Regions from separate parts of the Pan troglodytes genome. Here region 1 is linked to region 2. A link is a contact called in public HiChIP or PLAC-seq data. All regions are on one chromosome and are shown on one strand. The core of a region is the stretch at or near the end of the contact, and the rest is flanking DNA. Distances in the headings are between cores, read along the strand shown.

Region 1 (5,669 bases), core at 2,515-5,014, 540 kb after region 2:
GAATGGAATATAAAAGACTTAGAAATCAGAAATATTTAATCTACATCCATCTTACGTATTTATGATACCGAAGATACGTGAGAGATGTAACAATGTTAGATTCTTTTCCATCATTTTTTTCTTGATCCTACAAAGTTCTCCCAACAGGACTAATTTTTAAAATGCATTTTATCTTAACAGGCAATTCCAAAGAGAGGAAATACAAATGATCAATACACAAACAATATTTAAGTTCACAAAAAGCAAAGTAAAATAATGTCATGTCCCTTTTCACCCACGAAACTAGTTAAAATTAGAATAATTACCAGTGTAGATGATACTACTTTTGAGAATGTAAAATGGTATACCCTTTGTGGAATGCAATATGGTAATACAGATCCTAATAAAAGTATACTTTGATTCAATAATACTTCTAGGAACCCAGTGTAAGAAAATATGAAATGTGTAAAAATTCACTTAAAAAGATTTCACCTCCATTTAAGCATTTATTTTTATATGAAACACTGGTAAACCTAAATATCCAAAAAGGATATTTGGAGGTGACTGATTAAATAGAATGTAGTAAACCGCATACACTTTAAACTGCCTGGGGTTCGAATCCTGGCTCTGCCACTTGCTGGGTATATATGTGGATATTTAATCTCTCCAACAGCATGTATAATATCTTAAATTCATTAAAAACCATCACAAACACATTCACATAAATATGGAAGAATATGCACCAAAATGGTATTTCTCAGTAGTGACATTGTAGGCAATGATTACTTGGTTTTACTTATGCTGTTTGTAACTACCAAATTTTCTGTAATAAACTTTTTAATAAAGGAAAGCAATAAGTTATTAACAATAATAGAACAACCAAAGCCAAAAAGAAGTTGCAGAAAGAGAAATCTTAAGGTTTCAACGATCCAAAACACAGATATGCAAACCCAAACCCTATGAATCTGTCTCTCAGACATAAAGTTATTTGCTAAAACAAAACAAAACAAACATACATCTGGCTGGGCGCGGTGGCTCACGCCAGTAATCTCCACACTTTGGGAGGCCGAGGCAGGAGGATCACTTGAGGTCAGGAGTTCAAGAGGGCCCAGTCCCCTTCCAACTTCTTGTTCAAGACCAGCCTGGCCAACATGCTGAAACCCCGTCTCTACTAAAAATACAAAAACTTAGCCAGGCGTGGTGGTGCATGCCCGTAATCTCAGCTACTTGGGAGGCTGAGACAGGGGAATAGCTTGAACCCGGGACGCGGAGGTTGCAGTGAACCGAGATTAAGCCACTGCACTCCAGCCTGGGTGACAGACTGAGACATCCTCTCAAAAAAAAAAAAAAAAAAAAAAAAATCTACAGTCAAAAAGCAAGACACATTGAAAGCAAAATAGTGTATTGCTGCCCCCTAAAGTTAACTCTATTCTATTACACCCTTCTTGCTCCATTCTTTTGATATTAAATATTGGGGCCAAAAGATCAGAGGTCATTTTATTCAAGTTTACTCCTGGAATGAACGCATCTAGAACACATGATGTATGCACACTTTATCTTCCTACTAAAGAACTACTTAATTATCCTAGGTCCAGTTATCTTGGGAATAGGAATGAATTTGGAGATAACGTGGGATTTTAGTTAGCCTATCTTTCATACCTCCCTTCACTGCTCCCTCAAATCCCCTGGGGATATCAATAAATCGATTAATGCAATTAAACATTTCCAGAAAGTGAAGCAGGAAATATCATGAGTTATGCTACCAAGGATGAAGTGTAAGACAGTGAGAAACTAGAGAAGGAAAATAATTTAATTACAGCTGCCCTCTCTTTTTAATTTTAAAGGTGATTTGCTTGTAGTTCTGAACCCGGATGCACATTAGAATCAACTAGGGAAACACTTACTCCCCAGGAAACCTAACATACCTCCAGTGCCAAAACCTTGGTCTGTTTCAACAATCTTTCTTCTGTAGATTAAAACAAAGGCTGAGGATACAAAACAGTTAAGCTGCTTTCATCATATTATCCTCAACAAATGATGACAACCACAAGGTAGGAATAGTTAGAAACTAAGTTTTATATTGGAGAGGCAAACTCAAATGCTAACAAGAGCCAGAAAATAAAAATCTCATCCTTAAATGACAGTTCAATTTGCAAAAAAATACTGTCCAGACCAAGAAAATATGCCCTCGGGCAATATTTAGATTGTAAGCCATTTTTTTTAGCTTTTGTTTTACACAGCTATCATCAGAGTCCAGTAACAAGTTTTGACTAAGACTGTTAGACCTTAAAAAGAATCTCCGGAAGTCCGCTCTTGCCTATAGTAAATTGGAAGAAAAAATGCAACAAAACACTGTAAAACCTGCAGAATTATTTTGAAGATTCTAGTGGCTATCCATGGAAATACTCATAGTGCATCACGTGGAAATGGGAGTCTGATATAAAGGGGGAAGGGGGGCAGTCTTGGGAGAGAATTATCCTCCACAGTAGCAGAAGTTGAAGAAAAGGCAATGAGACCAATGTCTTTTTTTTTTTTTTTTTTTTTTTTTGAGGCGGAGTTTCGCTCTTGTTGTCCAGGCTGGAGTGCAATGGCGAGACCTCCGCCCACTGCCACCTCCGCCTCGCGGGTTCAAGCGATTCTCCTGCCTCAGCCTCCCGAGTAGCTGGGATTACAGGCGCGCGCCACCACACCCAGCTAACTTTTATATTTTTAGTAGAGATGGAGTCTTACCATGTTGGCCAGGCTGGTCTCGAACTCTTGACCTCAGGTGATCCACCCGCCTCAGCCTACCAAAGTGCTGGGATTACAGGCGTGAGCCACCGCGCCCGGCCAGAGACCACTGTCATCTTAAGACAGAACGGGGAAAACGTCTAAGGACGAAATCAGCCTCTCTGAATCGAGGATGCTTATATGCTGCTTTTCCCATAGGCAACTCTAACTCTACACAGAGTGCTTTAGAACACGTAAGTTAGCAATCTCTTTTACAAAGGGAAACATTCTCAAGCAATAAAGGGTTGAGGATAGCTGGCTCAAGCAATGAAATAACTCACAAAGGTTCCAAAATGTGTTTCTTAAAAAGGTAACATCTATGCCTTTAGCTTTCCCTTAGCAGTCTTCATTTTGCGTTAAGAATTTGGTTTTTGGTTTAAGGAGTGAATTCACAACCAACTGGGAGGGGGAAAAAAGCAAAAGCGAGTTAAATTGGAAGGCGTGAATGCTAATCCAGGCTTTGCCAATGACCATCCCTACACCATAAAACATTACTCAAATAATTAGCTCCTGTGTTAAGTACCTGGAATTACCGAGACCACCCCCCCCCCACTCAGCTCCCTCCTTCCTTCAAAGAGCTCGCAGTATGGCCAACTCAAAAAATACAGTATAAAATTAAGTGTGGCAGCCAAGTATCAGGCCCTACACCGACAGACAGAGATGGTACTTTAACACTCAACTTAAAGGCCTTAAAAATCAAAAAGTACACTTCTTTTCTTCTGATGACTGGTCAAAATGCAGGTCTAGGACAGGCGCTCCTCTAAATTTTGCTTCTTTACTGGCCGCCACCCCTAGTCGGATGCAATCTGAACCTCCCGCCTCTCTGCCCGGAAATAAATTCAGTTACTTTTTTTCTTGGTGTCGCCAGCAGGTTCCTCTGTTCCCGGGGAAACTGCAGCGGAAGACGGGGGCTCCGGGGTGGTTGTTTCTGGGGAGACATCCGTAAGTCCTTCCCCTCCAGCAGCACTTGAGGGAGGAAGCTGCAACACAGACTGCGGCTCCTCCGCCATCTTGCTTGGAAAGACTCGAGAGCGGAAGTAGCGACTGAGCGCGTGCAGTGGGCGTGCTTTTTCTCCAGGGAGCGTCGCAAAGGAGGCGCCGGAGTAGGGGGACGCAATTACACAGTGAAACTTGGTGTTCCCGGCTAGTCATTCAAATCGAAGCTGTCGCAGACCTCTGAACGTTAGTAACGCAACATGTGTTTCTCCGCGACTACAGACCTCGGGAGAGGAGCGGTGGGCAACGTGTCCGTGCTCGGTCGAATGCGCACACTCCCGTTAGGCCGCTGGCTCGGACCTAGAAATGTTTCCGCTTTCCTTAGTGCCTGCCTCGCCCAGGCCCCGCCCCTTGGGCCCCGCCCGACGGCTCGGGAGCGCGCGCGGTCGCGTGCGGGAGGGGGCGGGTGGGGAAGGATCGCAGGCGAGATTACGAGGCGAGGCCCGCGCGCCCGCCCCCGCCCTGGCCCCCAGTGCCCACCCGGTCGGCCCGGCACAGCCATGATCAAGGCGATCCTAATCTTCAACAACCACGGGAAGCCGCGGCTCTCCAAGTTCTACCAGCCCTACGTGAGTATCCAGCCGCCGCTGATCCGGGCGAGGGGGAGTCGTTGGCGACGGGCAGCGCCCAGCGCGGCTTTCTCAGAGCGACCCCCTCCGGCGCGCTGCGGCCCTTGTCGCGTCCCGGCCGCCTGGCGCTCGCCAGCTGTCAGCCTCCCGGTGGGTGTGGACAGGGTGCCCACCTCCTTGCCGCGCGGTCAGCCACCGACGTGGCTTTGCCCGGGCGGTTCCTCCGCCCGTCGGTGGGCTGCATGCTTTCCTGGCTGCGCGGGCGAGGCCTTGGAGACTTCCCGGCGCCCGGCCCTCGCCGATCGGGCAGCCGCAGCCCAGCCGCGCCGCGGAGCCCTGCGCCCCGTCCCCAAGAGCCCACCCCGCGCGGCTGCCTTCCTGCCGCCCGCGGCTGCAGTTAGCCCGGGAGGAGGAAGACGGCGTGGAACTCGTTCTTCTCGCCCCCCTCCGCCGACTCCCATCCTTTCCAGGTGGACTTCTTTCTGTTCTTTGGACAGATGGGCTACCGTTTTTCACTGTGATCCTCTCATAGCGCAGGAACTTTGGCTTCCTGCGTTTGATAGATAACTGCATGTTCTGTACAGTCTCTCTTCTGTATGTTTCGATACGTGACAGACTCCCCAGTGTGACTTTCAGGTGTCTCCTTATTGAAAAGGAAGATATGTGAGGACCTAATATTTTTATCAGGCTTTTTACCAGCTGGCTGCAAATTATTTACCCTCGAAGTAACCGGCGACGTTTGTAGTTGACTGATTGGAGCTGTGGTTCTATACCTAAAAGTTATGATTTCAGCTTCTGGTTTGGCATTTTTCCACGTATGGGAATTTGCCCTCATTTATAGTTTTTTTCTATTTATGAAGAATAGTAGCATTTGTAGAACTTCTCTTTTAGACGTGTAAATACTGTTTAGTATGGACAAGTGCAGGAGGCATTAAGGTAGTAGAGATAAGTGATTTGTTGATGATCGAGGAAGGGTTTTATAGAGTTATGTGCTTATCTGAGGGCAGAATTCGCTAGCTGAAACACATAAAATTGGACTCCCAGTGGTAGGATTAATGTGAGGTATAACTGTTGTGTGGTATTGTGGCACTTTGCTTATAGCAAGAAATGAGCTTTCAATTCAGTTTTGAAATTGTGCCAAGGCTAACACTTTTATGCAGATAAGTCCCAGATGGAAATCAATCTTGCCATTACAAAGTAAATGTGAAAATGTCAGTTTGCCTAAAATGATAATGCAGTCTGGAGGTGTTAGTTGAAGTGAGAAATCTTGAGCTTATTCATCATTTTTTTCAGTTGTTTTGCTTTTGCTAGCTATAAAGAATATTTTCTGCTACTCGTGTGTGGTTTTAATTTAGT
Region 2 (5,595 bases), core at 541-3,040:
CAACACCCCCCTGCTCCCCACTCTGACAGCCAAAAATGTCTCCAAACATTGCTAGATATCCTCTAGGGGATTGATAAAATATCTGAAAGAGCTCCACAGGTGATCTGATCCAACCCCTGAGAAGGCAAACATCACAAAAGTGTGCATCAATAATAACATTAGGCAACTCGCAAGAAATGCAGATCAGAAGATAGAACATTGCTACAAGAATTTAGAGAAATGATGGAGAAAGCCAGCAACATGGTGTCACACATTTTTTTGAGCATAGTACTTAAAAATACTTTATGTATTATGTATTTTTATTTATTTTATATTTTTTCCTGAGATACTTGAGCCAGAGTTAGAATAATAAAGAGAATTATAGAGGATGTGTGAGAAAATTTGCCGTAGGTGGAATTTCCTGAAGGTCTACGAGTAAAGACACTGTATTTCCTTAAAGGAGGAAAAACATGGAACCTCTCCTCAGCTCATGACAGCCTTCCTTCAGGTTTATATTGATCCACAAATTATTTAGTAAGTGCATACTACGTTCCAGGCACTACACAACAGGCATAGTTCTTGGTGCTGGGAATACAATAAAGAATAAAATTTCCAATACTTTCTGCCCTCATGGAGCTTACATTCTCATGGGGGTGCGAGGGAGGGTGAGGGGTGTGAGGAGAAACATAAACAATAGAAATAAAATATGTAATATAATATATGGTACTAAGTGCTATGGGGAAAAATAAAACCAGAAACAGGGACTGGGTGTGCCGCGTAAGGGGATTCAGTTTAGGGAGATCATGGAAAGTCTCGCTGAGCTGATAACATCTGAACAAAGATACCTTGTCCTCACCACCTAGAAAGCGGTCCTAAGCCGATCACTGGAAACACCTCTGCCTCCGACCATCCCATATTGTCTTTCTCCTTGTGTTCCCAGCGCCGGTACAGTAACAGAGCTGCCACCAATTACTGAGCACAGAGTCCCCCTCCAACCAAGCACTGTGCCAGGGGCTCCCCAGACATAACGTTAGTCCAAAGCTCGGGAGGTGCATGTTACTATTCCCAATTTTTAGAGAAGAAAGTGAGTCGCCGACAGCATATGTTCTTATCACGCGGCTAGGAAGCGGCAGAGCCGGGTTCCCACCCAGGTCTTCCTCGACTCCGAAACTACATGGAGGCGGCTCTGCAAAAGCTGTTAAACGCACAAGCCAACAAAGAGCAACGCCCAGCGCGTGCCAGGCCCCGAGCAGGGGAGGCGAACGCCGCGCCTCCCGCCGGCGCTGCAGAGGGCACCTGTTCGGCCAGGGCCTGCAGCCCCTCGCCTGCCGCCAAAGCAGCTCTCGGTTCTCCCGGATTTACCTGTTGAGGCGCTGGCGTCGCTCCCACGCCGGTCCCGGTGGGCGCGCCCGCCCCTGCCACAGCCCCGGCTACCGCGGTGGCCGCAGCCGCTACCACAACCGTCGTCAGTGCGGCCATGTTTACCCGCCGAGCTACTCGGGCCGCGGCGGCCACCGGTGCCTGGGGATTCGTGGCAGGCGCACCCTGGCCTCTGCAGACAGCTCCCTGCGCTGCGGGCTTGGCCGGGATGCAGGGCGGGGCCGAGATGTAGGGCGGGGTCGGGATGCAGGGCGGGGCTGAGATGCGGGGGTGCAGGGGTGTGGGGGTGCGGGAGGGGCGGGACTGGGGTGCAGGGCGGGGCCGAAATGCGAGGCGGGGGCCGGGATTCAGGCGGGGAGGGGCGGGGCGAGGGAGGGGCAAGGTGCCGGGCGGAGCCGGGATGCAGGGGAGGGGCGGGTCTGGGGTTCTGGGGCGGGCGGGTGTGGGGGCGGGGCGGGGCGGGGGCTGCGCTCTGCCCTGTCGCGGGTTTATATACCCTTTGGGCACTTAACCGACTGTGCCAGCCCAGTCCCATACCTATCAAGAAAATTCATTGTCTTACATCGTCCTTAAATTTTATTCGTGTTATAGTCAATATATACATATTTTTACCTAATATACATCCGCTTTCTAGGTTTCTACTTAGCGCTGCTGAGACTGAGTCTAAATGAAAAAACATTATCAATGGATTCTAACAATAAATCATAGTTTAGATTTTTAAAGAAAAAAAACCCAGCTTGCTACACAGAACCAGATATCAGAGGCAGGAATGCCACAGTTACATTCCTAGGACTTGGTCAATGAGAAGACAGATTCCAAAAATACAGTGCTGGGAAGTTGGAAAAAAGCCACAGATGACGCTTCCAGTCAAGACAACCTGTGGCAACTGAGCTGATTTCTGTAGGTACTACCTTTTCCCCCTTTATAGAAATCGATTCATTCAGTCAGTCAATATGGAGCTCCCAGCATATGTCAGGCACTGTTCTAGGCCTTGGGAATTCATTGTTGAATTAGACACATAGGTAAGGTTCCTTCACCTTTAACAAGTAAACAAATAGGTATTTATTGAGCAATTCCTTTATGCCAGGGCTGTTATAAGTGCTTTATATGCACTTTTGCATTTAATCTTCACAAATAACTTCATGAAGTAGGTACTATTATCATCTCCATTTCAGTGATAAAGTTAAGGATCACATGGCTACACAGGTAGAGGATAGGATACCTATCTAGACAGCCTGACTCCAGAGACCATCCTGGTAGAGGTATTAAACAGGCAGCGGGATAAACGCCTCTGGAGCCCAGGAAAGAGAGAGAGCTAAAGATACGAATTTGACCTTCCTATAGAAAATATTTGAGATAAGACTGAATGAGCTCACCCAGGGTGAGTAAAAATTGAAGTCTGAGAACTAAGCCTAGGCCACTCCGAGAAGGTGACCACGGACAAAAGGAGAAGGGGACCAATATGGAGAGATCTGTGAGAAGGGAGGAAAACCGGAAGTCTGTGGAGGGAAGTTTTTGCAGAAGAGGCCGACGTGGTGGCTCACGCCCAGCACTTTGGGAGGCCGAAGTGGGTGGATCGCGAGGTCAGGAGATGGAGACCATCCTGGCCAACATGGTGAAACGCCATCTCTACTAAAAATACAAGAATTAGCTGGGCGTGGTGGCGCGTGTCTGTAGTCCCAGCTACTCGGGAGGCTGAGGCAGGAGAATTGCTTGAACCAGAGTCGGAGGTTGCAGTGAGCCAAGATCGTGTCACTGCACTCCAGCCTGGTGACAGAGTGAGACTTCGTCTCAACAAAAAAAAAAAAAAAAAAAAAAGAAGAAGAAGAAGAGGGGAGAAGAAGAAGAAGGAAGAATAATGGAGGAGAAGAAGAAGAAGGGAGAAGAAGAAGAAGGAAGAAGAATGGAGGAGAAGAAGAAGAAGGGAGAAGAAGAAGAAGGAAGAAGAATGGAGGAGAAGAAGAAGAAGGGAGAAGAAGAAGAAGGAGAAGGAGAAGAGAGAAGAAGGAGAAGGGAGAAGGGAGGAGCAGGAGGAGGAGGAGAAGAAGGAGGAGGAGGAGAAGAAGGAGCAGGAGGAGGAGGAGGAGAAGGAGGAGGAGGAGGAGAAGCAGGAGGAGGAGGAGAAGCAGGAGGAGGAGAAGCAGGAGGAGGAGAAGGAGGAGGAGGAAGAGAAGAAGAAGGAGAAGAAATAAGAAGAAAAAGAAAGAAGAAGGAGGAGGAGGAGAAAATGGTCAGCTGTGTGGTTCACTACCTAGAGGCTGAGTGAAGGGGTAGCAAAGAAATGATGGTTGCATTTGGCAACAGGGAAGCCGTGGGCTTATGGGGTAGGTAGACCAAAGCCTGGCTGACTGCATTGAGGAGATAATGGAGGTGACGAGGTAGAAACAGTGTTTTTCGCTATGATTTTGATCGATTTTGTGGTGCAGGTGATCAGAGAAATGAAGTGGTAGCTGGGGAAAGATGTGTGATCAAAGAGGGTCTTTGTTGTTGTGTTGTGTTTCAAGGTAGGGACTAGTAGAAGGAGTTTTTCCATGCTGCTGGGAATTATCTAGTGGAAACAGAAGTTTGATGCTGCAGGACAGAGGCAGTCAGACCCTCTTGAAAGTAAGGCTGATGGAGTCCAGAGCATAAGTGGGAGGTTTGGTCTTTGATAGAAGCACAGACTCTTCTGACACAGGGAGGTAGTGGGTGGGGACTATGGGGAGGCCAGAGAGTCCTACATACATGGGTTGCAGCACAAGGTAGTTGGAAGATTTGGAGGGAGATGGTTGGCCCCACCTCCCCACCCCTGTGTGAAGTAGGAGGAAGTAAGTCACTTGGGTGTATTGAGAAGGTAAAACTTTTTTAATTTTTGTATTACCTTTTATCCAAATGAGCCCTGTTACTATAGCACTGTCTGAATTCCTGTAATTATTAGTCCAGAATTATCTTGCAGCTCAGAAAAAAACAAGTCAACCAACGATTTGAGTTGAGTGGTCTTTTACAATTTTAATACTGCCACTAAAAATAAAGAGAAGCCTAAGATCATTTTGCACTTCCTATTGTTTTTAGAGTATATCCTGCACTGGATATCTAGAGTACTGTGTTCAGAAGTTTTCTGAAATCACCCTTTTCTCTATGTGCTATGGAATCAATTTGATATATATTTTAGTTCTTTTGATTACATTTGTGTTCAATTTCAATGTTTCCTTTTTTGTTTTGTTTTCTTTCAATTTACTTTTTTTAAAAAATAAGTAAGTTATGTATAACATGTATAAAGTCAAAACTCTATGACAAGGTATATTTAAAGAAGGCTTACTCCCCAACATATCCTCTCCATGGCCTTTCAACTAATCCTCTATGGTAAATAATTGTGTTAATTTCTGGTTCTTTTATGTTTCATTTGCAAAAGAAAAAAAAAGGTAAATAGACAAATACATTTTTATTTTTCTTTTTTTTCTTACAAAAACATCTAGCATATTATATTAGTGTTCTAGGGCTGCATAACAAAGTGCCATAAACTGGGTAGTTTATAACAACAGAAATTTATTCTCTCATAGTGTAGGAGGCCAGAAGTTCAAAACCAAGGTGTGGGCAGGTCTGGTTTCTTCATGGGGGCTTAATGGGAAAATCCGTTCCATGCCCCTCTCCCAGCTTCTGATGATTGCCAGCAATCTTGAGACTCCTTGGCTTGTAGAAGCATTACTCCAATTTCTACCTCCATCGTTGCACAACACATATCTGTGTCTCTGTGTCCAAACTTTCCTCTTATAAGAATACCAGTCACTGGTTTAGGGCCCATTCTAATGCAGTATGACCCCATTTGAACTTGATTACATTTGGAAAGACCCCATTTCCAAATCAGGTCACATTCACAGGTACCAGGGATTAGGACTTCAGCATATCTGTTTCGAGGACACAATTCAACTGATAACACATGTATTATACTCTTGAAATTTTTGCTTAACAATGTATACTGCACCTTGAAATTTTTGCTTAACAATATATACTGGAACTTGCTTCGTGTCAGTTCACAGAAATTTTCTTAAATTTTAAAAATTAAATGCATAATCCTCCATTATTTTATTCAGCCAGTCATCTGCTAATAGATATTTAGGTGATTTCTAAACTTTTGTTGCTGCAAGTAATGATTCATAAGTATTTCATATTTGGGAAAGTGATTATCTTCAGTTGAATAGCTAGGTCAAAGATTAAATGCAAATGCAACCTAGTTAGATATTGCTAAATTCCTCTCCA

The links. HiChIP or PLAC-seq counts read pairs in DNA pulled down with a chosen protein or histone mark.
Region 1: an H3K4me3 HiChIP or PLAC-seq map of stem cell-derived excitatory neurons shows a contact between it and region 2, with 2.9 times the contacts expected there. The contact joins the promoter of ATG12 here to the promoter of CCDC112 in region 2. A contact is called at or near these places in 1 of 7 Hi-C or Micro-C datasets (induced pluripotent stem cells) and 1 of 1 datasets of contacts at active chromatin or transcription factors (stem cell-derived excitatory neurons).

The regions. Positions count from the first base shown.
Region 1 is chr4:113,546,954-113,552,622 of NHGRI_mPanTro3-v2.0_pri, forward strand. It overlaps ATG12 (autophagy related 12), which reads right to left and starts at 3,765. Exons shown (of 4, transcript NM_001251998.1): 1 at 3,596-3,765. The coding sequence starts at 3,758. AP3S1 (adaptor related protein complex 3 subunit sigma 1) reads left to right here and starts at 3,803. Exons shown (of 6, transcript XM_001148407.8): 1 at 3,803-4,313. The coding sequence starts at 3,945.
Region 2 is chr4:113,007,282-113,012,876 of NHGRI_mPanTro3-v2.0_pri, forward strand. It overlaps CCDC112 (coiled-coil domain containing 112), which reads right to left and starts at 1,791. Exons shown (of 10, transcript XM_517884.7): 1 at 1,342-1,791. The coding sequence starts at 1,458.